7 separate regions of the Mus musculus genome follow, and regions 1, 2, 4, 5, 6 and 7 are each linked to region 3. A link is a contact called in public Hi-C and promoter capture Hi-C data. All regions are on one chromosome and are shown on one strand. Each heading gives the region's core, a stretch centred on a gene start, on an enhancer-like site or on the middle of the called end of the contact. The rest is flanking DNA. Distances are from core to core; before and after follow the strand shown.

Region 1 (3,231 bases), core at 162-2,661, 1.3 Mb before region 3:
GAGAATAACTGTAATTAATCAGACAGGCTATTTACTTTTAATGATGAATAGGTTGTCCTTATGTCCTGAGTATGACTTCCTTAGGAAGCTAACCTTCATATACTGGAATCACAGCTTCAGGCCATGAATTCTGGAGAAACACACTGAGTTCACAGCAGAGCATATCAGGCAGTTAGCTGGCCTGTGTACTTGACTTTCTGCGACTCTGCTCTCCTGGCACGTCTTGCTGATGGCCTTGAGAAATTCAGATTGCTTTGGGTTGTCAGAGCATTAACTCAGATGATGGGGCAATGCTGTAGAAAGTGACTCACAGAGAACAGTTCTTGCTTCCTCTCTGCTTACCTGGGTTTCCTGCGCTGTTCTTGCTTTGTCTCTCAGGAGGGAAAAAAGGATAACCTAAAAAATGCAGGACACTGAAGCTGTTGAAAAGCTAACTCACTCTCCTAGAGGTCAGACCAGACATGAGATTCCTAAATCAGACTCTACCAAAGACTTTGTAAAGAGAGAACAGAAAGAACTCCTGTATATTTGCATATATGCTACCCAGCAAATATGCTGGTGAGTATTTTTAAATAGTCTACGATATTTAATCTTCACAATAACATCTTCTAATCCTCTAAATTTCAAATGAGGAAATTAAATTCAGAGACATTATTGGTGACCCAGGCAAGACCACACATCTGGTCAGAATTTGAAAGCCGGTCTAACCATGAAATGTAATTGTCGGAGACTTCTGAGAACAAAGATAAATAAATATTAAGAACCCATTGCCATCCTGAGAATTCAGTAGTTGGAGGATGTATAGATGTTAAAGAGTTATTTGAATTCTAACAGATAGATACTGGTAACCAATTCAAATAATTACTGTAGTCTTAAAGTTTCTTTTATTTGAACTGAGATGGAATAGAAACCTCAGTGCTCATAATAGCAAGACATAGGTCAGTTGGGACTTAAAGTTTCTTAATAATGTGGGCTGTGTCCAGTACTAAAACTCAGGGGTGGGACTGACTGAATCAAACTAGATGGCCCCTAATTAAAACCAAATGTAAGTCTTTGACAAACACAATTAGTACAAGTTGCACTCAATAGAAGGACAGATCATCATGGCTGTGTGAGGGCAAACATCTGGATGTGCAGCCGGGTGAGAGGCCGAGCTGAGTCACCCATGTTTGGACAGCTGGATCATATCATATTTAGGGCAATATCTCCTCACCCCTACACTCTTGCTTCCCACCAAACAAAAATAATTTACTTCTCCAAAGCAGCTCCAGGTCACCTGACCCCTGCTGGTACACAGAGTTGAGACCAGAGGCTCCACTTTGTCAGGCTGCTGACCTGCAGTCTGGGGACTACTGGGGTTCCAAAGGAAGCTGGACGCCTTCCAAGTTGCAGCATTCGTGAGGTTTTGGCAGTGACTGTCTCTCTTGGTCTACGAAAGGACAAACACATGTCATCCTGGTGCTGTTCTAATTCTTCCTGCTCTGACTCAGAGAAGCCAGCAAGGTTAGATGACCTGAAGGAGTATCTGTCTTATCGATAAGGTCTTGCCCTGTTGCCCGGGCTGTTAAATCATTTCAGGTCTGACTACTGGAAAGGTGCTTAGCTTACCACCACACCCCAAATGAGGTGGTTCTGTTTTGTTTTGTTTTGTTTTAATTTACAACAATTGAAGCTCCCTGTTTAAAGTGACATTCTAGAATGTCCTTGTTTTCCTTATGCTTTACTTGATCCCTGTTTGTTTAGTTTGTTGCAACAGTAGGAAGTAGGAAAGAGATACAAAGTGTCTTTTTCTGATTGTATATTTCATATACAGGCTTGACTGTGGGGTTGTTTATTAGCGTTTTCAATGTAGTGTTGATCATTATAAAGAGTGAATAGAAATGAATAAAATATCTCATAAGAGACTGATTAAATAAATCATAAATCCATAACTACAAACTATCAAAAACTGAACTTACAGAGAAATCTTGAATAGCATATTAAGTGTTCACAATAAAACTATGAAGACCTCAATGGGAAAAAGGAATGTTCTAGAGAGATAAAATGGAAAGGGGGGATGTTGTGGTGTGGATATGGTTTGCATGTGCCCATCAAGGCTTGGTGTGTTGACATTTCTCCATTATAGATATTGCCTAATAATTACAAGGGCGGTGACTTATTCCAGCTACCTGTTGGGAAGGGTTCTTTGGGAAGAGAATAGAACATCAGCATTACTGGTGCCTTTCTATAGAGGGGAGGTGAGACCAGAAGAGACAGACAGTAATAGATATGCACTCCCTTGTGTTGGGCATGCTCTGCCCTGGGCTTCCTTAGGACTCTGCCAGCAAGGTGACAATCCTGAGATCTGGGCCCTTGAAATTCTAGAATTGTGAACTAAGTAGATGTATCTCTTTATAAGGTTACTGTAGTGGTTTGAGTAGAAATGTCCCCTTTAGGCTCCTAGATTTGATGCTGGTCACCAGAGAGTGGCACTATTAGGATATATGGCCTAGATGGAGGAAGTGTGTCACTTGGGGTGGGCTTTGAGTTTCAAAGACTCAAGCCAGGCCCAGTGTCTTCTCTTCCTGCTGCATGCAAATCTGGATGGAGAACTCTTAGCCACTCTCCTGTGTGCCACCAATGCCCCCCACCATGATGACAATGGACTAAACCTCTCGAGCTGTAAGTCAGCCCCAATTAATTAAATGTTCTCCTTCATAAGAGTTGCGGTGGTCACAGTGTCTCTTCAGAGCAATAGAACCCTGCCTAAGACAATTCTCAGTTCCAGAGCTTTTACAATGATACTGAGCAATGGGATACTAACAGGAGACCCAGAGGAGAGATGGAAAAATCATGAAATGGCAGGCAGAAAAAATTAGATGTGACCAGATATTTTGGTGGGAAGCACTGTTAAGTTCCCAGTAAGAAGCTAAGATATGTGTGTATATATATATATATATATATATATATATATATATATATATATACACATATACGTGTATATATACACACACATATATGTGTATATATACATATATATCACATACTTATATATTTATATACATATATTTTATGTACATACTGTATATATATTCACACACACATAGATAGATAGATAGATAGATAGATGATAGAAACTTTAGCTATGTTAGCCTTACTCCCAAGTTTAACAAGTTTGTGTATGTGTATATATACATGTATGATATACGCAGATATAAAATATATATGTGTGTATATATACACATACATATA
Region 2 (3,180 bases), core at 8-2,507, 1.7 Mb before region 3:
AAGTGAATCATATGCATTTGAATGACAAATATGAAAGATTGCGTTATTGGGATTCAATTTAATTACAGAGAAATAGAGGGCGATGAGATGGAACATATCACAGTAACAAACACAGTGATGTAGATAACAAGGACTGTAAGCTGTTTTGCGCTTGTAACATTTGTCCGGATTTCAGAACTCTACAACTCAAGAGCCTGGGCTGTAGAATTCAGAATCCTAACGCAGGACCCCTTTGTTATCTTTGGTCATATCATCCAGTGCGTGTGGCGGAATCTACAGGCTGTCCAGGCTGTGGTTGGGGCAAGCGAGGTTTGGACATGGAGTGTGTGTTTGCGGTGGGGGCGGGGCGCCCACCCTCGCACATCTCAGCGTTATTGCATTACCTGTGATTGTGGAGAACTGGTTTTCAAGTACTGAAAAACTCCAAGAAACAACAAAAGCAGTATTTAGGACACTTAACAATCACAACCCCATTAACGCTTCCCTCTGCTAAACAGCGGTTTGGCCAGGTTCGACTTATGTTTCTTAGACTTTTATAGTCAGGGGACCTGGCTTATCTTGGTGTCAGGCTGACCCCAGAGCCTAATGTGGCACTAGGTTTTTCTCTCGCTGTCTGGGGACCGCAGAGGTGTCTGACGTTCAATGCCTGAAGCATTCGAAACCTTTGGCGCAAGTAACGCATGACTCTGAATAATTGACTCTGAAAAAGAGGCGCATTTCCAAAGTTGAGGACAGAAAGGTTGTGGCATAAAGGGGAGGAAAGCGGAGATATTTTTCTTCTTCTAATTTTCCGCAATGGGAAACGATTGAGGAGAACCGGCGGGACCCGGGCGCGGGCAGTAGCGGGATCTGGCCGATGGCCTCCCAGGGAACACCAGTCCCTGTGGGCTGGAGCTTGGCTCTAGGTCCCTCAGGCTGCTTTGTTTCGGATGCTTAACCCAGGTTCTCGGCTGGGCTCTCGGTTGGTCTCCCGCTCCAGGATCCGCCCGCCACAGGGCGGGGCTTCAGGGTCAAGGTGGACCAATTCCCCAGTCTCGCCCCTCCACGCGCTTTCGGACCCCTGAATGACTGACAGCCGTTGGGTCCAACCTGCGGCTCCGAACAGTGGCCTCCACCAGGGGCGGTCGGAGGCGAGACGCCGGGGCCAATCACGTTGCAGTCTAGGGGGCGGGGCCTCCTTGCCAGCTGCAGGCGGCGCAACCAGCACTTCTTCGGTCAAATGAGAGCCGAAGAGGGGCGGTCCCCCGGCTGGGGTCTAGCCAATGAGAAGGGCGGGATGGGCGGGCCGGAGAAGAAGCCGGCGGTCCTCTGTTGCGAGCTAAGGTTTGGGGAGTCGGTAGGGGGACCGCGAGTGGAGCGCGGGAGCCCGGGCGGCAGGCGGGTGTGAGCTGCCCGAAAATGCACTCGGATGCTGCAGCTGTCAGTGAGTAGCACAGAGCCAGCGGGCCCGCACACCGCGTCCGCTCCTGCGCTCCCTTCTCCACTTCTCCGGTTCCGATCGCGCTGGAGTCCCTGGCCCGGGAGCGGGTTGAACCCCTCCTGGAGTCCGAGGGCCGTGACGCTGCGGGCGGCTGGGGCGGGGGCAGGGGCGGCGGGGAGGGGGTGGGGACTGGCTGGCTTTCCGCGGTTGGGGGAGGGGGGACATTCTGGAAGGCCGGGGGCCGAGAGTCGGTGGTGCACGGAGGTGGAGACGGCGGCGGGCGCTGGCAGCTGGGGTCGGGGGTGGTACGAGCGGGCAGGGAGAGGGCCTGCGGTCCGAGTACAGGGTGAGGCTTGCGGGGCCCGAGCCGTACGGTCTACCGGGGAAGGCGGGGGAGTGCGAGGGGAGAGGGGGCGGGGACAATGGGAAGGAGGGCTGGGGGCGGGGGCGGGAACAATGGGTGGGGAGCTGGGGCAGCGGCCGGGCCGGTGAGGGGATGGGGGGTGATGTAACGGGGGCCATGGAGTGGGAGACGCCGCGGTGGGATGGGAGAGTTGTGGAGTCCGGTGTGCGGGACGGCGGTCGGGAGTGGGGAGAGGGCTTGGGGGGCAGGTGTTGGGACAGGCGGTCCCCGGAGGAGTGGATGGCGGATAGGACTGCTGTGCAGTTTGGGGGCTGGGACAGGGGTCGGGGAGGGTGTGCGGAGTGAGTTAGGAGGAAGAGTAGGTGGGGAGAAGCGGGGACTGGGAGGGCTGTCATCTTCGGGTACGGTGCTCTTGGGGCGGGGTGGGGAGCGTTGGACTGTCCATTGGGGGAGGCGCCTCCTCCCTGGAGAGGCCCGGTTCCAGCCTAGGAGGGGACCACCATTGAGCCTCGGGGTGCACTGAGGAGAGGGGGCGGGGCCGGGTACCCGGGAGGTGTCCCGAGGCTGGCAGTAGCCTCCGCGTTCGGCGAGCAACGGGGAGCGAGGTCAGCGCGGGCTGGGGTTACAGGACCGGGAGGCCGCTGTCTGCGAGCTGACTCGACCCGCAGGGGTCCTGGAAGCGGGGTGGAGGAATTGGCGTAAGAGGTTGTCGGGGTCCCCGGCGGTCCGTAGGTTTGGCAGTGTGTGACGCAGTTCTCTAATTTCTGGCCATCAGGTGTAGAGGCTGATGCGTCAAGACCTGTTACCTTGTACGGAGGGCCGCTTTGGAGGCATAGCAACGCGCGTGCGAGAAGCTACCTCCGCCCGAAGCACCGGGAGGGTGCTTTAGGGGTTTCCTTTAGGGTCTGGCTCCCCGAGCCGGTGTAAAGGGAAAGGCAGTCTCGTGGAATTCTGGGTCTTGTAGTCCCAGCCGCCCTGGGCCGCGGTTGGATTGGGTGCACGTGGGTAACTGTGGAAACGAGTCCCAGAATTCAGCGCGCCCCTTGGACCCTCCTTGCTTGACTAACTCGTGCTTTATGCCGCGGAGACTCAATGCATTCTCTCCCGGGAGATGCCTGGGTTCCTTGGGACAGTGTCCACCGCAGAGGGAAAGCCCAGGCCAAGCCCTGGCCTTTCTCCAAGATAATTTACCCCTGCATCTGCCTTGGGGAGCGAAAGCTTAGTCTCAAATCATCCTGCACACGTTCGTTTTAAAGCAACGTTTACCATGGAACATTTAGAGCGTGTTCATTGTATGGACGTCTAGAGTGAAGTATATAGCCTTACATAAGTATGGAAACTAAGTAGAGATTCGTAATATCCCTTGTGAAGAAAATACAGATAACTGCACTGGGTA
Region 3 (3,247 bases), core at 727-3,226:
AATGTTTGTTAATGATCATAACAAAGGCATCATTTAAATTAGGCAGGTAATTACTACCAGAAGAGCAACTGGGTGCTCGATACTCATCCTTTTCTCCCCTTTAAACTCCCGAGGAATTACTGTCTCAGGATACCCGAGCCGGCCCGCTTTTCGGACTCCTTTAAAACGGCTCTGAAATGAACTGTGAAGTTACCATTTGTGGGAGGAGAACGCAGGGGCCCTGCTTGAGGCAGGTAGTGGGATTAGAGCTGGTAGGGTGTTCCTTGCAAAGCAGGCTCTCCTCTGCAGACGCTCAGCCCCAAACTCACCCCCTCCTTGGGTACCTGCTACAAAAACCTAAATCTTGACTTGCTTTTAACAACAGATGAAAGCCCCCCCAACCCCTCGCTCCGTGTGTGTGTGTGTGTGTGTGTGTGTGTGTGTGCAAGCCTGTTCGCAGACCTTACCATCCTGTTCATTATCTACAAACATTACGGTATCCTGCTAGCATTCCGAACAAGGGGCTGTTCATACATTTCGCCTTCAACGGTTTCCTGAAGGAACATGTGGAAGTAATAGTGAGCAGGGCAGTCACCCGAGCTGAAGATACACCAGAGGCGGGCGTGCAGAAGGGCGGAGGAGAATTGGGGCTCTCAGCCCAGCTCCAGGCATCCTCTTCCCGAGCCTGATATCCCCACGGTCGGTCCTGTCCCATTTAGGGACAGCACTCGGCATTTCGGGGAAACCTCTGTGATTTACGCCAGAGCCTCAGGTCCACTATAGTGGTGAAATAACCGATGGTTATTCGACGTTTTGTTATCAACCTGGTCACCTTGTCCATTTTAATTTTGATGTGTGAGATGGAGGTGGTGGTGGTGGTGGTGGTGGTGGTGGTGGTGGTGGTGGTGGTGGTGGAGATAGAGGACTTCTCACACCCCCCCCCCCACACACACACACCAAAAGCATTCAAAAATAGAGCGCAAGTCGAAGGCCCTCCCTTCCCCCACCCGCTCCGGGAAGTCCCGCTTCGCCCAGGTTTGGTTCCTGGAGTGTCAGCGCCCCCTTTCCCTCGCCAGCAGGATCGCCGTGTCCCAACTGTCTCTCGCTGGGTGTCTTGGGTTCCCTGGTTTGTGGCTCAAACGTCCTGAAAGCTTTCCTAGGGTACGTCGCGTGCGACCCACTCGGAAGGGTGGAATTTAGGAGGATAAAAATCCTTCTGCCATCAAGATGCAGAGGGCAGGCATTTGGTAGTCACGCCTAGCCTGAGCGTTTTCATATGAAGATAGAAGAAGCGAGGACCAGATAACCCCCGAAAACAAAGGCAGGACCAGATAAGTGGCTCCGAAGGGATAAAGGTCGTTCTTTCCTTCTTCCGGAGAACATCCCAAAGGTACGCCGAGCAACCGTTATTTGCACACCGCCTCACAATCCAGCCTTTCAAAAACCCATCATCTTCCTATTAGACTCCACAGTTTCCTAATCCCATTAAAGGATTAGCAACTACACGGCACTTTCCCTTAAGACCCCCAGTTCAAAACGACGCAGCCGCGTTAGAATTTCTCCCCAGGGCCATATTTCTAGCGAGGCCCAGACTGTCTATAGAAAGGATAATTTGAATTCTAGATTTATATTCGTTTTAGAAATGAGCAGCAATTTTACGTGTATTTTCTTTTCGAAGAGAATACAAAACAATAGCACCCCCACCCCCAAATTGGGAAGTCAACTCATTTTGGAAATGATGGCTGTTTGTAGTTTCCTGAAACCTCTTTCCCGGCAGAACGTCAACACCTCCCCCTTCGGCCCCCCACCCCACCCCATCTGGTTTGCTCCCCCCTCCTCGTTGTTGTTGAAGTCTGGGGGTTGGGACTGGCCCCCCTGATTGCATAAGAGCAAAAAGCAAAGAAGAGGTCTTGAGCCTGAGAGAGTCAGAGAGCAAGGAGTCCTAGGGAAACTTTTATTTTGAAGAGACCAAGGGGGGGGGGGACTTCATTTCCTGACAGCTATTTACTTTAAGCAAATGATTAGTTTTTGGAGGACGGACTATAACATTGAATCAATTACAAAATGCGGGTTTTGAGCCCATTACTGTTGGAGCTTGAGGGAGAGAAACAAACGGAGGAGCTGCGGGGAAGGACTGGAAGCTTGGGGCTTACTTTTCACTCCGGGTATCGGATTTTCTTTGCAAATTGACATAGAAGGAGAAGGTAAGGGAGAGGAAAAAGTGACTTTTGTTTCTCAAGAAGGTCCCTGATCATAACTTGGGGCTGCAAGAAGCTAAGTAACTTCAAATTTTGGGCAACGAGGAAAACAAAAACAAAACAGCTGAGTTCAGTGGTGTGTCCAGAAAGTAACTTATTCTGAATAAACTTCACTGGAATGGGGGGTGTGGGGGGGTAACCATTAGAGAGTCAAAGATAAAAAAAAAAAAAGAAAAAGAAAAAGAAAATGAAAAAAAATCCAGACCTATTTTTAAAAGCAATGTTTTTTTTTTTTTCCCTACACAATCCTATAGCCTTCCAAAGAAATTGTTAGGCTTACATTTTTGAGGTTTTCCTCCAGGGTGGGGGTGGCGTTCGTGCTTACTGGGACGAACACCAAGTAACATTGGGGGGGTGGAAGCCGCGGCGCTTGGCCTCTTGGCAGTGGGTCACGGAAGAGGACAGGTTTTTAATGAGTATTTTCATTCGTCGCCCGCGGTTTGGCGGGACTACGCTGTAGCGGGTGGTGCGGCGCGAAGCTTGGGGAGGGGGCGCACCAGGAGAAGTGTGTGTGTGGAGGGGAAAGGGGCGCCGAGTGGGGCGCGGGAAAGCGCTAAGAAAAAAGGGAGGTGTGAAGGGCTCGGCTGGAGGAGGTCGGACCTCGGATGCCGGCCGGGCACACTCGGCGCCAGTCGAGCCCTCGTAATTACTGGACGGCGCTGCTGTTGGAAACATCTGGGGCCAGACTTGAGCGCGGCGGTGGCGGCTGCAGCACCGTGAGAGGGGCGCGCGGGCGAGGGGCGCAGCTCCAAGGGTTCCGGAGAGATTGGAGCGAATTACTTGGGTGCTAGAAGCCTCGGGCGGAATCCGCAGTGCGCTGGGATCGTGCGCCTCTCACTCCAGCGACGGAGGCAGCGGCGGCAGCGGCGGCGCGGACGAGCGATCTGGAATAATGACAAACACATTTGGCCTCGAGTGAAGAAGTCGTCCTGGCCTCGCATTCCAGCAACTGGGATTTGAGGAATTTCAAACTGCACTCCGAGGGGCCCTCATTGTGCTCCGTAGTCCCC
Region 4 (3,525 bases), core at 504-3,003, 1.5 Mb before region 3:
CCCACCCCCACCCCACTCTTGGGAAGCAACTGTAGGTTTTGAAAGCAGTGTGCCCACGCTACAAAGGCAGTATGCATGCAAGAAAGCACCTGCAAGAGGTGGGGGAAATGGATTTGTGAGATTTGCTCTGCGCTAAACCCTGCAAAGACAAAACCAGAATACAAACAATTTTTCTCAGCCACAAATCACCCATTCCTGCCTGGTCTCACTGTCACGTCTGAAATACTAGAATAGCTCTGCTGAGCTTCCTGCCCTCCTGCCCACTCTCCTCTGCATCATAGGTAATTCCAGGGATCATTCTACCCCCAATATTATTTTCCATATGCATTTTTTTCTCCTTCGAAAATTTTAAGTGTTTCTTTAATTGCCTATAGTCCAAATTCCCAAGGTAGGCATTCAGAACTTTCTATACCACAGCTACCTTGATGAGGCCCTTGCAGGGCAACGGCAAGCCGTGGCCTGGGCTAGGGATGCATGTGTCTACCTCACAGTAAAATGAGTTTTGCGTCTGCCTCTAACCCACGGTCAATGCCACTCCCCTCTACGGTCTGAAGAGTGCACATCCGTCAAGTCTCATCTCAATTTGTAGGGTCTGAGCCTGCCTTTCTCACAGTAGCCAATGCTTTCTTCGCCTTTGCTTTCCCGATATTTTCAGTAACTACTGAGTGAATGCATTCAATTCCACTCAGCTTGACAGAATGTCAATGCCATCACACATTGTTAGCACAAAAGGGAAAGGAGAGCAAGTAGCCCCCCCCCCACCCCCCCCCCCGTGTGCCTCCTAGAGTTAAGGCTCTGGAGCCTGTCACTGGCTATGCTTTCTGCATGAATGAATGCACAGAATGAAGGACATTCTCACTGCAACTTCTAAACTTTTGTTTCATGCAAGGTCAACTCTCCCATCTCTCAGAGGGCATCTAAATTTAGGTACATAAACTGCAAAGGTGCCCTACCTACGGCAAGGAGTAAATTATAGTATGCCCCTTACGCAATACCAAAAGCTGAATTCATTTTCTTGGTCAGAGAGAGATTTATTTTGATGCCAACGCTGCAATCATTGTGCATACAACTGGACGTCAAGCTAATGTAATAGTAGCAAAAAAATTACAGCGATCATACTTATGCACATTCTTTCAACTCTGAAGAAAAAAATGGGGTTCAAACATACATTTTTAAAATGGAATATAAATGAAAGGTTTTTATAGTCTGGCCTTTTTCGAGGTGAAGAGATTGATACGTGAATAGATTTGCACTAAAAACAGGCAGATTAGTATAATTTTATGTCTGAGATGAAAAGAAGCATTATATTACATACAAATGTCTATGTGAGGTAAAAACCAAAAAACCAAAAACCAAAAACAAAAAACAAACAAAACAAAACAAAACCCAGAAAACAAACAAACAAAACAAAAACCCAAAAGCCCAAACCACCCACCACCACCACCACCACCACCAAACCCCACAAACGGGAGAACTCCAGAGGAAAGTACAGGTAATTAAGTAGAAATTGACTTTTGAGACTCGTTTGGGTTGAAGTGTGAGGAAGTAGAAATAACTGGAGAACGTGTAGTCGGAGTGAGACCGAGAAGGTAACAGGAAAAACGGAAGTAGAGAAAAGATGAATTCTTCTCTAAGAAATTGGAAAAAGAAAGGGGAAACAGTGGATAGAAGCCCTTCCGGAAATGAGGCCCAGGAAGGGCAGGACGCTGCTCCGGGGGCCTACCTGAGGGTCCTTAGGTAGTTTCTAACTGGTCTGTCTCCAGCTGATCCAGCCAGGGGAGGATTTTAAATCTGTGCCCTTGAGACTCCGCCCACCTTACCCAGCTCTGCAGCCAGCCCAACCCTTTCATCTCTGGGCTCCTCCCTTACTGAGTCCACACCCTTTCCTCGGCCACTCGGAGAGAAGCCTTCTTCTAAGGCCCAGAAGGTGAGAATCTAAACTGAGATTGGGCGGCTCTCTACCTCTGCCTGCAGAGAGGTCGCATAAGCAGGTCTTGATGCTCCAGTCTCCAGCCATATTTAGAATCTGTGTGTTTGTGCTAATGTAGATGCTCATTAATAAAGTCACGAAGAAACTGACCGCCAAGTTCACAGAGCTTTATTGTAAACAGAGGTCATCAATCTGAAATACATAGGTATATTTTTGTGTGGCATAACTTGTAAACTTTGCCCCTCTTGATGTCGTTCAAAAGATTACCATGAGCAGCACTTTAGTGGTCTCCTCTTCATCAAGTTAAAAACAAGTTTTTAACTCCTTTAAAAAAGCAAAAAACAAACAAACAAGAAAACACAAACCACTCATCAAAAACAGGTAGAAATTCTACCTTTCATCACCAAAACTATCACACAAAGTTTATTTTGCTTCTGTCACAGTGCAAGAAGATTGCCACCGAAGAATATTTTAAAAGGTTGCCGAGTCGGCAGGTAGCTCCTGCTTTGTGTTGTGTATCCCCCACCCCCCAACCTCTCACTGGACAGTCTGGAAGGGGTCTTCTTTTTATTTCTATCTCTTTGCATTGATATTCACCTCTCGAATACTGTCTGTTAAATGTGTGTTTGCTTTCCTCCCTGGGTCCTTCCTGCACCTACCTTCCCCAGCGCTGCAGTAAGTCCTCTCAGTGTGCTATGTTCAAAACCGAAGAAATGAACACATGAGAAGGCATACGCCCCCTGGTGGCCAGATTTAACAGTGCCGCTTCACTGTGCACCAAGCTCCGCTTCTCTGCTTTCAGGTCAGTGTGTCAGAGGGTCTACCCAAAATGCAGTCTAAAATAGCATACCTAGTAACCACGCGCTTTACAGAGCAGCAGGATATGCTCAAACTTCAAAGTGCTCAATGGAGATGTATCAAAACACAAGTGTTTCCCACAGACGTAAAAATACACTTTTTTCTCATGAATTGTATTCAGTAAATAATACTTTGTAATATAGGGTTCTGTGGATTTAGTAAAAATATTTATTTAAAGAAATTCTCAAAACAAATTTAAATAGAACATGAAACAAATGTACAATTTAAAAATACACTGAGCATGGACATGAGAATTCCAAGCGTGATTTTTCTGAGCATTATTTAGTTATTAAACAATACTTGAATATATCCAGAGGTATAAATTGCTCTCTTTCTTTACATCTAAAATCTGCACTTAGTGTCTGGTCTCCAGTCAACTCTCACCTTAGCCTGAGTTCACAGTCTATAAGGTATTTCATTTTTTCATTTGACAGAATTGTGACAACAGTGAACACGAATTGTTTTATGTGCTCATTTTTTACCCACACAGTTCTAAGTGACCATGACAGAGTACCAACATCCTTCTCTGTAGCTAGGCCCATGGTGCCTCCCTACTGTCTGCTTTGGAGCTATGCATTATTCTTCATCCCCAATCCCATGTTTCTTAGTAATACCAAGAAATTCCTTTTAAATCAAGTATAAACTGTACTAAGAATCAACTGGCTTGAGGGCTGTAATTAATTAAAATGAGACTGAGGTGAGGAGCAGAGATCAAGGTTTTATACCTAGCTAAAATG
Region 5 (3,490 bases), core at 845-3,344, 1.2 Mb before region 3:
CTCTATGGCCTCTGCATCAGCTCCTACCTCCAGGTCCCTGCCCTGTTTGAGTTCCTGTCCTGACTTCCCCAAATAGACTGTGACTTCGGACATGCTGGGTAAATAAACCCCCTCCTCCCCATGTTGTTTTTGACCATGGTGTTTCATCACATCAGTAGAAATCTAAACTAACAATTTCCTTAATGGCAGCAGTCTTTTCAATATCCATGGGGATTAACACGATAGGCTATTTGTCAGATCACTTCAGCCTGGTGCCTGACCCTCGACCCACTTCATTGCCTGGGAACATCATTGTCTATTTAAATTTGGGTGTGTGTCTCTTCTGTAACAACGAACCAGTAATTTAAGACTTTGACGGCAAAACAGAAGTATAGACGTTCTCATTTATGGCAGGTTAGAGACATGAACATTGTGGCATGAAAAGAGGGTTATAGGCCAAATTCTAGGAGTCTAGAGATTGTAATAGTATGGCTGAGACATCAGGAAACAAAGGAGATGTTTTGAGGATGACTTTTATCAGAGATTTGGTTTCCTCGAGTGTGTTACATCACTCCTGAAGTGATGTTGTCCGTGTGTTTTCCATTTCCTTTCACAGAAAACCACATTCTATGAGAACGGAATGTGTTGCTCACTACTGTATAACAGGCCCTGGTATATGGTGACTTTTTGACATGTATTTGTGGGATGAATGAAATAAATAACAAATGAAAAAGATTGAGGCAACCCTTGCCTTCTTACTATGTTCAGCTTTAAGAATGTTGTGTGTGCTGGGGGGAGATGGGGTCAATAGTTAAGAGCACAGACAGCCTGCTCTTCCAGAAGACCTTGTTTCAATCCCCAGGATCCAAAGCTTGCCTCCCAATGATGTATGACTCCAGTTCTATGGGACCTGATACTCTGTTCTGGCCTCCACAGGCATCAGGCACACTTGCGATTCACAGACATCCATGTAAACAAAACATCCATACACATCTTAAAAGGATGCTGCCAGATGTTGCCAAGGAAACCTTTTCTTGAATGAACAAAGAGATTGTGACATGGGCTCTCTGTGGCCTTATTACAATTTTATCTTAGTCTGGGGAGACAGAACACCACCCAAGGCACAGGAAGATGTTTTGTTACTTATGGATAATCACCAAAGGACAAAAGAACCTCAGATCCCTTACATGTGTCCCCAAGGCCCAGGAAATCTTCTTGGGGTACATCGTCTTAATTATACATTTCCTGTGCAAAGCAGCCCTCCCAGGACCTTATACCTCGGGCAGTGCAAAATGCTATGCCCAAACTTTGAAGGACCAAATACATCAGGCAAGCTGTCCTAGTTAGAGTTTTACTGCTGTGAACAGACACTATGACCAAGGCAACTCTTATACGGACAACATTTAATGGGGATTGGCTTACAGGTTCAGAGGTTCAGTCCATTATCATCAAGGGGGAAGCATGACAGCATCCAGGCAGGCATGGTGCAGGAGGAACTGAGAGTTCTATGTCTTCATCTGAAGGCCTCTAGGAGAAGACGTGGTTAGAAGAATGGTCTCACCCCTACAATAAAACACTTCCTCCAACAAGGCCACACCTACTCCAACAAGGGCACACTTTCTAATATTTCCACTCACTGGGACAAGCATATTCAAGCCACCTCACAAGCTAACATGTGACCTTTCACCTAAGATTCATACAAAGAGGGAGACCGGAGGTTGTGTGAGACACTGGGCCTATCACCTCGACAGATAATCCTAGTCTATATCATCTTAATGTCCCTGCCACTGATATTTTTGGCACTGTATGGGCACTTTCCCCTGGCAGATCTGCATCACTGTATTGATCCAAAGTCCAATCACCTTGGCTCTCTTTACATTGTTTCATTTTTCCCAATGATGGAAATCAAACCCAAGGCCTTGCCCATACTAGGCAAGTACTCTGCCACTGAGTTATTTCCTGAATCCTTGACTTTTTTTTTTCCCCAACAATGTTCCCCCTGTGTCATGGCTGGCTCTGTGCTGTTTGTATTTTGATGCTAATTCCTCTCTCCTGGGAAGGGCTACCGACAAGGAGTGAGTCATGCTCAGGTGACTTCTTGTGATCCAATCCCCTAATGAATAAAGGAGCCAATCACTGGGTGAGTAGGCGGGACTTCCTGGTTGGAGAGGGGAAGAGAGGAAGCAGGAGAGAGTTAGGTCCTTTTTGGATGGGGATACCATGAGTACAAGATGTAACCAGAGGACAAGATGTAGCTCCGAGTGTCTCAAAAGTTTCAATGGTGGATCTGCCAGGAGTAGCCACTGGAGGATTTAGATTTAATAAGGCTTACAAGCTTAGCATTTTAGTTGTTGTGTCCAGCGATTGAGTTTCCGTCGTTTTTGAACTAAGTTTGTGTTGTGTTTTCCTTCACGAGGCGGCTCGTCTGGGTTCAAGAGAGAAAGGTATGGCAGCAAAGCATGGGTTTGCCTGAGGTGGACCACAAAGGCTGTAGGGGATTTGAAGCATGGGTTTGGTATGGTAGCGACCTGCTGAGTAGAGAGGTTTTGGAACACTGAGTCAGAGTCTTCATGAAATAACAAGTCAGCCATTGCCGGCCAGTGAACAGTCTAGCCAGGCTGCCAGGGCAGAGGGTTGCCTGCACTAGTAGGAGAACCTGCCAGTTCGTGGGTTTTTTTGTTTGGTTGGTTTTTTGTTTTATTTTGTTTTTTGTTTTTTTTTTTTTTTCCAATATTTCCTGCAATGTCCCTGTGTAGCCCTGGCTGGCTTTGAACTGATTCTCCTGCCTCTGGCCTTGCTTGTGCTGCGATGATGGGTATGTGTTGCATTTTCAAATCCTAGTTGCTCTGTAATCTTTCCCCACTTTCTATGGCCTACCATAAATATCTGAAGGCTGGCACATGACTTGAATGTTGAGACAGTTGTTCGTTAAGATGTTAACAGTTAAGTTTGAAGTTTACTAGAGAACTTTTGATGACCATGCCATGACACCAAGCAAAGCCATGGCTGTTCTGTGAAGTAAGGACTGAGAAACTGATATAGATCATGAATCGTCTCGTGTTGGATGAATTCTGATACTGTGGAAATGTCAGGCCCAAATGCATAGTTCTATGCTGATGGCCTAGCTCCCTCTTTCACAATAGAGCCATAAAGCAATTTTGATAAAATGGAAAATACATATCTTGATTCCTGGCACATGGCTCCTACACCTCTGGATGATATCAGAAAGGTTACTTCTGACTGGTGGTAGTACATGCCTATGATCCCAACACTCAGAAAGTAGAGTCAAGGGGTTTCTATAAGTGTGAGGCCAGCCTGGTCTACATACGTTCTAGGACAGCCAGGGCTAGTGGCATAGTGAGACCCTGTCTCAAAAAAAAATTTCTACATGATAACGAGAAACCTGTTGGATGGGTGCCCCCCAGATAGATTTAGGACAGGGACTCGTCACCAGCAGGTCCACAGAATAGTTTTCTTTTACCTCCCCAGTGAACCATGCACTGCTCAGATA
Region 6 (3,188 bases), core at 285-2,784, 1.2 Mb after region 3:
TAAGATTTTAAAACAAACCAGATTTCAAGTGTTCTGTGGGACTCAGAGACAGTCACGAATTAAGTTACAGCCTATTCATTTTTTTTCAATCAGATATGAATGGGGATGGTCTGTAATTTTCTCTAGTCGCTTTTAAAACTACAACAATGCAATCAAGGGAAATTACCTTGCTGGTGATTTTGGGAATCGTTGCCCTAGTCCAATCAACAACGCCTGTAAAAGTTTCTTCTTGTGCTTTTCTTTCACTGCAATAGAAAACACCAGAGTCTGTTGTTTTTAAAGCATCTAGAAAGGCTTCATGCAGTGTGTGGTTCGGCATTGCAATATCAAAACACCACGGCCTGATCTGTCATCTGTCAGGTCAGAGGCCAAAGCTCTTCCTTCATCTTTCAGGATTCTGCTGACTACCTCGGACTTCCACAGCGGCAGAAAACACCCCACAAAGATACAAACTTCGTGGCGCTACTCCCGGTACCGGGACAGCCAGGACCACATCCAGGACGGCCAGCCCCACAGGCAGAGCGCGGCCCGGCGCGGCGCACGCGACTCGAGTCGGACACCCGGGGCCCAGAGCAGCCCGCGGCCCGAGCCCCGGAACCAGGACCATTAACGGAACCAGCCCTGGGCGGCGGCGGCCGCCGCTCGGACTGCGGATCCCGGCGCGCGCCGGCCGCCGCGAGGGCGGGGGCTCCGCGGAGGAGCTGGCCGCCCCAGCGCCCCATTGGGCGCCGCTCCAAACGTGCCCGAGTGGTGACAGGAATAAAGTGGGTCACAAGGCCTAGCGGGTCCCGGGCGCGAGCGCTCTCGGCGGCCGACTCGGCCTGCCCCGCGCTAACCCCGCGCCCAGTCTCAAGCGCGACGCGGCCCCGGAACCCCCGGGGCCCGCGGGACCCACCGCGCCCCCCTGCCCTGCAGGTAACCCCCAGCGGCCCCGGGACACTTGGCGCAGGCCCGGCTGAGCGCGACTCTCCAGAGCTCCGCGCTCTCCGCGTCCCCGGACCCCGGCCGCAGCTCCTGCCTCCCGGCCTGGCCCGCACCCCCTTGGCGCCCCGCGCCCTGTTCCCTGCCCCGGTCCCACACACTGCCCCCCGCGCCCTCCCGCGTCCTCACCGTGCCTGAGGCTCCGGCTTCCTCCCTCCCCCGCCCGGGACTCTGCCCGCGGCGGCTCGCGACAGCCGAGCGGCGACAGCCGGGACACGCCACGGCTCCGGGAGCCGGCAGCACCAGGGGCGGCGAGTGCGCGCCCCCGACCCACCCCTCAAAATTCACCGCTACCGCCGCGCTCCTCCCCCTCCCGGCCTTCCCCTCCTCCACGGAACCCGGGAGCACGCATGCGCCACCCAGGCCAGCCGCCCGCCGCGCGCCGGGCCGAGGCCCACCCGGTGGGGCGCACTCACCGGGAGCGCGTGCGCGGCGGCGGCCAGATTTCCTTCGCGCTCTCGCCGTCCGGGGTTTCCTCTCTCCAGCCGGTAGCCGCCAGCCGAGTCCGTGATTGCGCTGCCTCCCGGCGCATGCGTCGTGGGCGCGGGGCTCCGCGGCCGGCCAGGCTCTGCACTCGCCCCTCCCCTCGCGGCCGCCTTCCCTCAGCGCGCCGGGCGCGCATGCGACTTTCCCCGTTAGGCAGCCCCGAAGCCGCGCCTGGGGATCCCGGGCACCCGAGGAAATCCCACTCTTGCAGGCCGGCGTGAGCTCGTTCCACGGCCGCCGAGGGAAGCCGGGATGCCCCGAGGCCCCCTTCCCTTCGCAGGCCGGGAGGCGGGGCCTAGCGGAGGGTGCGGCCGCCCGCAGCGCCCTGGGCGGCTCGCGGTTCCCCGGGATGCGGCGCTCCCAACCAGTGGGAGCCGCCGCCTGGAATGGTGCCTCTGTCCCCGGGAAAGCAGAGAGCTTGGCCTACGCCAAGTTAGACTTCTCCAGCCCAGTGCTCGGTTTCCTCTCCTGGAGGTTCGTGGGATGCCTGGGACTCGGTTTCCCGGCTCCTAGAGACACGCTAGGCTGGCTGCTCCCCGAGATGGACCTGGACGACCCAAGTGACCTCGGCTGTAGCCAGGGAAGCAAAAGGTCGGGATGTGTTTGCTCCTTTTATGAAAAGGCAGGAGGCACTGCAAAAGATGAGCATGGCGCTACGGATGAACCAGGACCCTAGTTTACACTGGTTTCTTAGCTACTGCACCCGAATTACTGGGAAAGAAGCTAATTCATAGCAATTTCTTTTAAAAATCAACTCGTACAGCAAACAGAAGGCAATAAATAAACCTATACTCTTTAGCTCCAAAAATCCTGTCTACAAGGTAATGTTTGTCTCAATAAGAATTAAGTTCTTGGTGTATATTCAGGAAAGAAAAAAAAAAAAAACCAACTTCAAAACTAGGAATTAGCTGCGATCCCCCCCCCCCCCCCCCAGCAATGTGAACTAGGAGGAGAATCCTCAAATTCCTGGCTACGTAGCCAGAACCCTGCCAGGAGAATCTTTCCTTGGCAGTCTTTGTACCGTTTCGCCATCGAAAGGCACAGTTTCTGCTGTCCTAATCCATCTGCTGCTCGCTTAGGTTCACGTCCTTTGAACCCACCCATTCTCCACTCTGTCCTTGTGGTCCAGGCAGGACACTGTGGAGGAGGAAACCTTGGGTTCTCTGTCTCAGGCTGGCAATTACTGCCAAGAAGATTGTTTCCCAGTGAACCTGATACTGAAAGAAAATAATCTTTTCTTGTGTGACTAATGAAAGAGCAGGCACCACGAAGGGAAAAACCAGAAAACAGATTAAAACATGGTGATATAGCCTAGATGCATGAGCGCTGAAATCGATGTGGGCTAGATTCCTTTGGAAAGTTCAGTTAAAGTAATCAATAAACTCGTGAATGTGTTTGTTTTATTGCTTAAAACCAATAAGAGCTTTTCTGCCATCTACAAGTTAGTGTCTTGATCACTGGTAGTAAAAAAGGGGCAGGAGGTAAGGGTACTGAGGCTGGTAAATAGGTTGCAGCCAAATGAATTTGAATGCTTTCCCTGGGTCAAATGTTTTGGCTTTATTCATTCTCTTTTTCTATTATAGTTCCTCTAGTGTGTGTATACACACTATATACATATATAATATATATACATATATATATATATATATATATCAAAATGACCTTTGCCCCCTTTAATGGTTTCATTGTCCTCTTAGTCACCTGTGACTCCTCCCTCGCTC
Region 7 (3,267 bases), core at 222-2,721, 1.7 Mb before region 3:
TGTCCTGGCAGTCTTTACGGGGTCTATGTGGCCTCAAGTACTTGGCCATCTTGTGAACTCAGGGAAAAACTCCGGAGAAGCCATGGCCACTGGCATGATCCTTTATGTTTTACAAACATTTTTCTGTGCCTGGTGCACAGCGTTTAAGTTTGTTCCCGGAGGTGTCTACGCTAGAGAAAGATCTGATGTGCTTTTGGGTGAGTACACACTAACAGGTCCAGTTAAAGAAACTGACCCAGGTTCTCTAACACTGGCCAAGACCCAGGTTCTCTAACACTGGCCAAGACCCGAGTTCTCTAACACTGGCCAAGACCCAAGTTCTCTAACACTGGCCAGGACCCGAGTTCTCTAACACTGGCCAGGACCCAGTGTCTCCTGTGATGGCTGGAAAGAGGTACAAGGACAAGGACATTCCATGTTCTTGGTTAGATAGACTTTAGGTAAAGAAAGCTCAGAAGGATGTCAAAACTGGGGTGCTGCTCCAATTAAGTACACTTCAACAATATTTACTTGCCTTGCTGTTAAACTGAATAGTGCAAGCATTTAATCCCATCCTTTTGGAGGCAGAGGCAGGTGGATCTCTGTGAGTTCTAGTCTGGCTCAGTTTTTATGTTGAGTTCCAGCATGGCTAGGGCTACACAGTAAGACTGTGCCTCAAATAAACAAGCAAATAAAATGAACTAGTTGAGAAAAAAAATGTCTAAACCATAGTAAAGCTTGTGTATAAACATTAGTGTTAGAAACTCACCAAAATTCAATGTTCATAAACTTATTTCACATTAATTAATATGTTATTTAATTATAATTAATTACTAAAATTAATATGTTAAATGATTCATTTAACTAGGTATGATTCCTATTTTATTTTAATTTCCTTTATATAAATATATAATTTGTTACATATTTTATTTATTTTATATATAATTACATATTTATTATATAGTAAATATAATTTATTATATTGTTTAATTATTACATAATAAATGTTATAATAATTAATGTGTTAAAAGTGATTTTTTTCTGAAAAAAAAAGAAAATTACTGATTTATAGCAGGTATTTAGAAAATCAACCCTGTCAATACCTCCCTGTCTTTCTTCCTTTTGTGACAGAGTCTTACTTTGTAGCCTAGGCTGGCCTGGAGTTCACTCTGTTGATCAGGCTGCCCTTGAACTTATGCAGATTCTCCTGCTTTGGCATCCAAAGTGCTGGGCGTATAGATGTGAGCCATTAGAACTGCCCACCTCTTTGATATGGAAGTAAAGAACAGCAAGTCCTTCAGCAGTAGAACCTTAGAGAGAGGGGAGACTTCGTGCTGATCCCTATCAGCAGTTCTGGCTTGTCCACACTTCCAGTTTTATACTCGTCCATTTATTCTCATAAAATCATTCACTGTGCACGCACTATGCTCCTGGCACAGTACCAGGTGCTGGAGCTGAAAAGCAGGGAGTTCCTCCCTACCCGGAACTTTGCTGGGATGTGGGGAGGGACCATTCATAGGTAAAACAGTAAACGAACCCTTAGGACATTTCCAGGGCATGCGTACACGACGGGAGAGGCGTGGCTCCCACTACAGATCTCCCAGTCACTGCATCTCATCATAACCAATCTAGACCTCTGCCAGGACAGGCTGCTCTGGAAGATTCCCCGCTAAGTGAGACAGGATCTTTGAGGATAAGCCTTTGAGAATTCCCTATTTCCATTCTCGGCTGCAGCTCTTAGAGGAGCGTATAGCCAGCCACACCCCAATTCCTCCTAGATCCTTCTCCACCTCCCTACCCACTCAACTTCACGTTATTTCTCTTTATTAAAACCAACCAACCAACCGTTAAAAAACATGGGGTCCGATTTGTATTGGCCTGGACATGCGACCTACCCCGAGTGTGGCTGATACAGAGCGTCACTCTATTGAGGAAAATTGATTTCTCCTGCTCCCAGTAGATATCAGTTAGAATCAGCTTCGGTAAGGGGTGGAACTTTATGCCCAGTTTCTCACATTTTCTCTGCAGCAGGTGCCTAGCTTTACAAACTTTGTAATTCTGTGGTTTCTTTCAGGTGGGTCTACTCTGTCGGGCTCTGCTCTCTCCCGAGTCCTGCTTTTTTCTTATTCCAGCTTGCTCAGGGTGCTGACAGGAGTAAGTAAGAGCTGTGCTGTGCTTGCCTTTGTTGCGTTGGAGCTCTGTGAATGATGAGCTAGGCTAGCTCATTCTCACTACGCCTAGAATTGGGGAATTGGGCTTTATTTCAGTTTCGTGCAAATGAGGACCTTCTTTAGTGGAAGAGGCATGGTTACAGGGCAGGGAAAGTTGGTAATTTTGAGTAGGTTTCTACAAAATGTCTTTACTTGTTCTTTGAGAATTTCATACAACATATGTTGGTTATATTCTTTCCCTTTCCCCAGCTCCTCTGAAAGCTTCCTTCTCCTCTCCACCACCTACCCAACTCCACTTTTTTTTTTCTCTATATGGAAACAAACATAATAATAAAAAAAGACAAACAAAAAGTGCTCAAAAAGGCATGGAGTCAGATTTATGTTAGCCAACCACTCCTAAGCATGTGGCCTGCCTTGGAGTGTGGTTGATAATACCCAGTGTCATTCCATTGAGAAAATCTGATTTACCCTCTCCCTGCAGACATGCGGCAAGTGGCTTCTTGATTAGTGGTGGGACTTTGTGACTACTTCCCTGTCCCTGTGCTGGCATTTCATCTGCTTTGAACCTGTGAAGGTCTTGTGCATGCTGTCACAGTCTCTGTGTCACTCCTATCGAGTCTGGGAAGGGACTTTTTCCTTGGAGTCAGCCTGTTACAATATTTCTATCCCCTCTTCTGCATAGCTCCTGAGCCTTGAGGGGAGACGAGTGTGGTATAGGACATCCCTTTTAGGGCTAAGCACTATAAAGTCTCATTTTCTGTACATTGTCCAGTTGTGGTTCTCTGTGTTAATTAACATCTTCTGTTAATTAACATCTAAGAAGAAGCTTCTGTGATGAGGGTTGAGTGAGGCACTGATCTATGTATGGATAGAGCAGTATGTCACTAGAAATTATCTTATTGCTATGACCATTTGGCGGAATAATAGAAGTAGGTTTTCTCCTAGGGCCTGTGACCTGTCTAGTTTCACGTTCTTGGCCTCAGTATCAGACATAGGTTTCATGTTTGTGAGTGTTTCTAACCGGAAGAAAAAAAAAGAAGTGGTTGGTTACTCCTGTGACATCCCTGCCACTGTAGACCACTGAGCATGTCTTGCAGCTGAGTACCAGCTACATTTC

Evidence for each region. Promoter capture Hi-C pulls out the DNA fragments that hold promoters and counts their contacts. Hi-C and Micro-C count contacts between places; a contact is called where the count stands out from the background.
Region 1: a Hi-C map of uterus shows a contact between it and region 3. The contact joins the enhancer-like site here to the promoter of Pdgfra in region 3. A contact is called at or near these places in 12 of 39 promoter capture datasets (the 3T3-L1 cell line, 3T3-L1-derived adipocytes, the HPC-7 cell line and 8 more), 3 of 484 Hi-C or Micro-C datasets (embryonic fibroblasts, embryonic stem cells and uterus), 7 of 115 datasets of contacts at active chromatin or transcription factors (bone marrow-derived macrophages, craniofacial prominence, embryonic forebrain and 3 more) and 2 of 9 other capture datasets (adipose tissue and liver).
Region 2: a promoter capture Hi-C map of hippocampal neurons shows a contact between it and region 3, with 11 times the contacts expected there. The contact joins the promoter of Dcun1d4 here to the promoter of Pdgfra in region 3. A contact is called at or near these places in 4 of 39 promoter capture datasets (3T3-L1-derived adipocytes, embryonic stem cells, hippocampal neurons and 1 more), 1 of 484 Hi-C or Micro-C datasets (embryonic stem cells) and 3 of 115 datasets of contacts at active chromatin or transcription factors (astrocytes, embryonic midbrain and forebrain).
Region 4: a promoter capture Hi-C map of liver shows a contact between it and region 3, with 4 times the contacts expected there. The contact joins the promoter of Lrrc66 here to the promoter of Pdgfra in region 3. A contact is called at or near these places in 7 of 39 promoter capture datasets (the C10 cell line, embryonic stem cells, hippocampal neurons and 2 more), 1 of 15 datasets of contacts at CTCF or cohesin (pro-B cells), 13 of 484 Hi-C or Micro-C datasets (B cells, the N1E-115 cell line, cardiomyocytes and 7 more), 5 of 115 datasets of contacts at active chromatin or transcription factors (embryonic forebrain, embryonic stem cells and pancreatic cancer cells) and 1 of 9 other capture datasets (liver).
Region 5: a promoter capture Hi-C map of embryonic stem cells shows a contact between it and region 3, with 6 times the contacts expected there. The contact joins the enhancer-like site here to the promoter of Pdgfra in region 3. A contact is called at or near these places in 10 of 39 promoter capture datasets (the 3T3-L1 cell line, 3T3-L1-derived adipocytes, the C10 cell line and 5 more), 3 of 15 datasets of contacts at CTCF or cohesin (embryonic stem cells, large pre-B cells and pro-B cells), 4 of 484 Hi-C or Micro-C datasets (cardiomyocytes, cerebellum, embryonic stem cells and 1 more), 9 of 115 datasets of contacts at active chromatin or transcription factors (astrocytes, craniofacial prominence, embryonic forebrain and 5 more) and 4 of 9 other capture datasets (adipose tissue, liver, macrophages and 1 more).
Region 6: a promoter capture Hi-C map of hematopoietic stem and progenitor cells shows a contact between it and region 3, with 4 times the contacts expected there. The contact joins the promoter of Clock here to the promoter of Pdgfra in region 3. A contact is called at or near these places in 1 of 39 promoter capture datasets (hematopoietic stem and progenitor cells) and 1 of 9 other capture datasets (adipose tissue).
Region 7: a contact with region 3 is called in a promoter capture Hi-C map of embryonic stem cells, with 4 times the contacts expected there. The contact joins the enhancer-like site here to the promoter of Pdgfra in region 3. A contact is called at or near these places in 4 of 39 promoter capture datasets (embryonic stem cells, hippocampal neurons and liver), 1 of 484 Hi-C or Micro-C datasets (myocytes), 2 of 115 datasets of contacts at active chromatin or transcription factors (embryonic forebrain and pancreatic cancer cells) and 1 of 9 other capture datasets (pancreatic islet).

Annotation. Positions count from the first base shown.
Region 1 is chr5:73,880,885-73,884,115 of GRCm38.p6, forward strand. No RefSeq gene overlaps it. Among named protein-coding and RNA genes, the nearest start is that of 1700019F05Rik, 30 kb to the right of the region's middle. Within about 2 kb of position 1,412, at least 28 of the 459 cell types and tissues checked have an H3K27ac peak or open chromatin away from gene starts, as enhancers often do. A contact at or near this core is called in adipose tissue, craniofacial prominence and uterus, where this site is marked.
Region 2 is chr5:73,489,769-73,492,948 of GRCm38.p6, forward strand. Dcun1d4 (DCN1, defective in cullin neddylation 1, domain containing 4 (S. cerevisiae)) reads left to right here and starts at 1,258. Exons shown (of 11, transcript NM_178896.5): 1 at 1,258-1,423. The coding sequence starts at 1,399.
Region 3 is chr5:75,150,275-75,153,521 of GRCm38.p6, forward strand. Pdgfra (platelet derived growth factor receptor, alpha polypeptide) reads left to right here and starts at 1,977. Exons shown (of 23, transcript NM_011058.3): 1 at 1,977-2,183.
Region 4 is chr5:73,630,668-73,634,192 of GRCm38.p6, forward strand. Lrrc66 (leucine rich repeat containing 66) reads right to left here and starts at 1,754. Exons shown (of 5, transcript NM_153568.1): 1 at 1,724-1,754. It overlaps Sgcb (sarcoglycan, beta (dystrophin-associated glycoprotein)), which reads right to left. Exons shown (of 6, transcript NM_011890.5): 6 at 2,082-3,525.
Region 5 is chr5:73,944,202-73,947,691 of GRCm38.p6, forward strand. No RefSeq gene overlaps it. Among named protein-coding and RNA genes, the nearest start is that of 1700019F05Rik, 33 kb to the left of the region's middle. Within about 2 kb of position 2,095, at least 22 of the 459 cell types and tissues checked have an H3K27ac peak or open chromatin away from gene starts, as enhancers often do. A contact at or near this core is called in embryonic stem cells, where this site is marked.
Region 6 is chr5:76,303,258-76,306,445 of GRCm38.p6, forward strand. It overlaps Clock (circadian locomotor output cycles kaput), which reads right to left and starts at 1,535. Exons shown (of 23, transcript NM_001289826.1): 1 at 1,398-1,535; 2 at 167-245. Gm7467 (predicted gene 7467) reads left to right here and starts at 1,619. Exons shown (of 1, transcript NR_152171.1): 1 at 1,619-2,270.
Region 7 is chr5:73,418,005-73,421,271 of GRCm38.p6, forward strand. Cwh43 (cell wall biogenesis 43 C-terminal homolog) reads left to right here. Exons shown (of 16, transcript NM_181323.2): 7 at 1-197. Among named protein-coding and RNA genes, the nearest start is that of Cwh43, 14 kb to the left of the region's middle. Within about 2 kb of position 1,472, at least 16 of the 459 cell types and tissues checked have an H3K27ac peak or open chromatin away from gene starts, as enhancers often do. A contact at or near this core is called in embryonic stem cells, where this site is marked.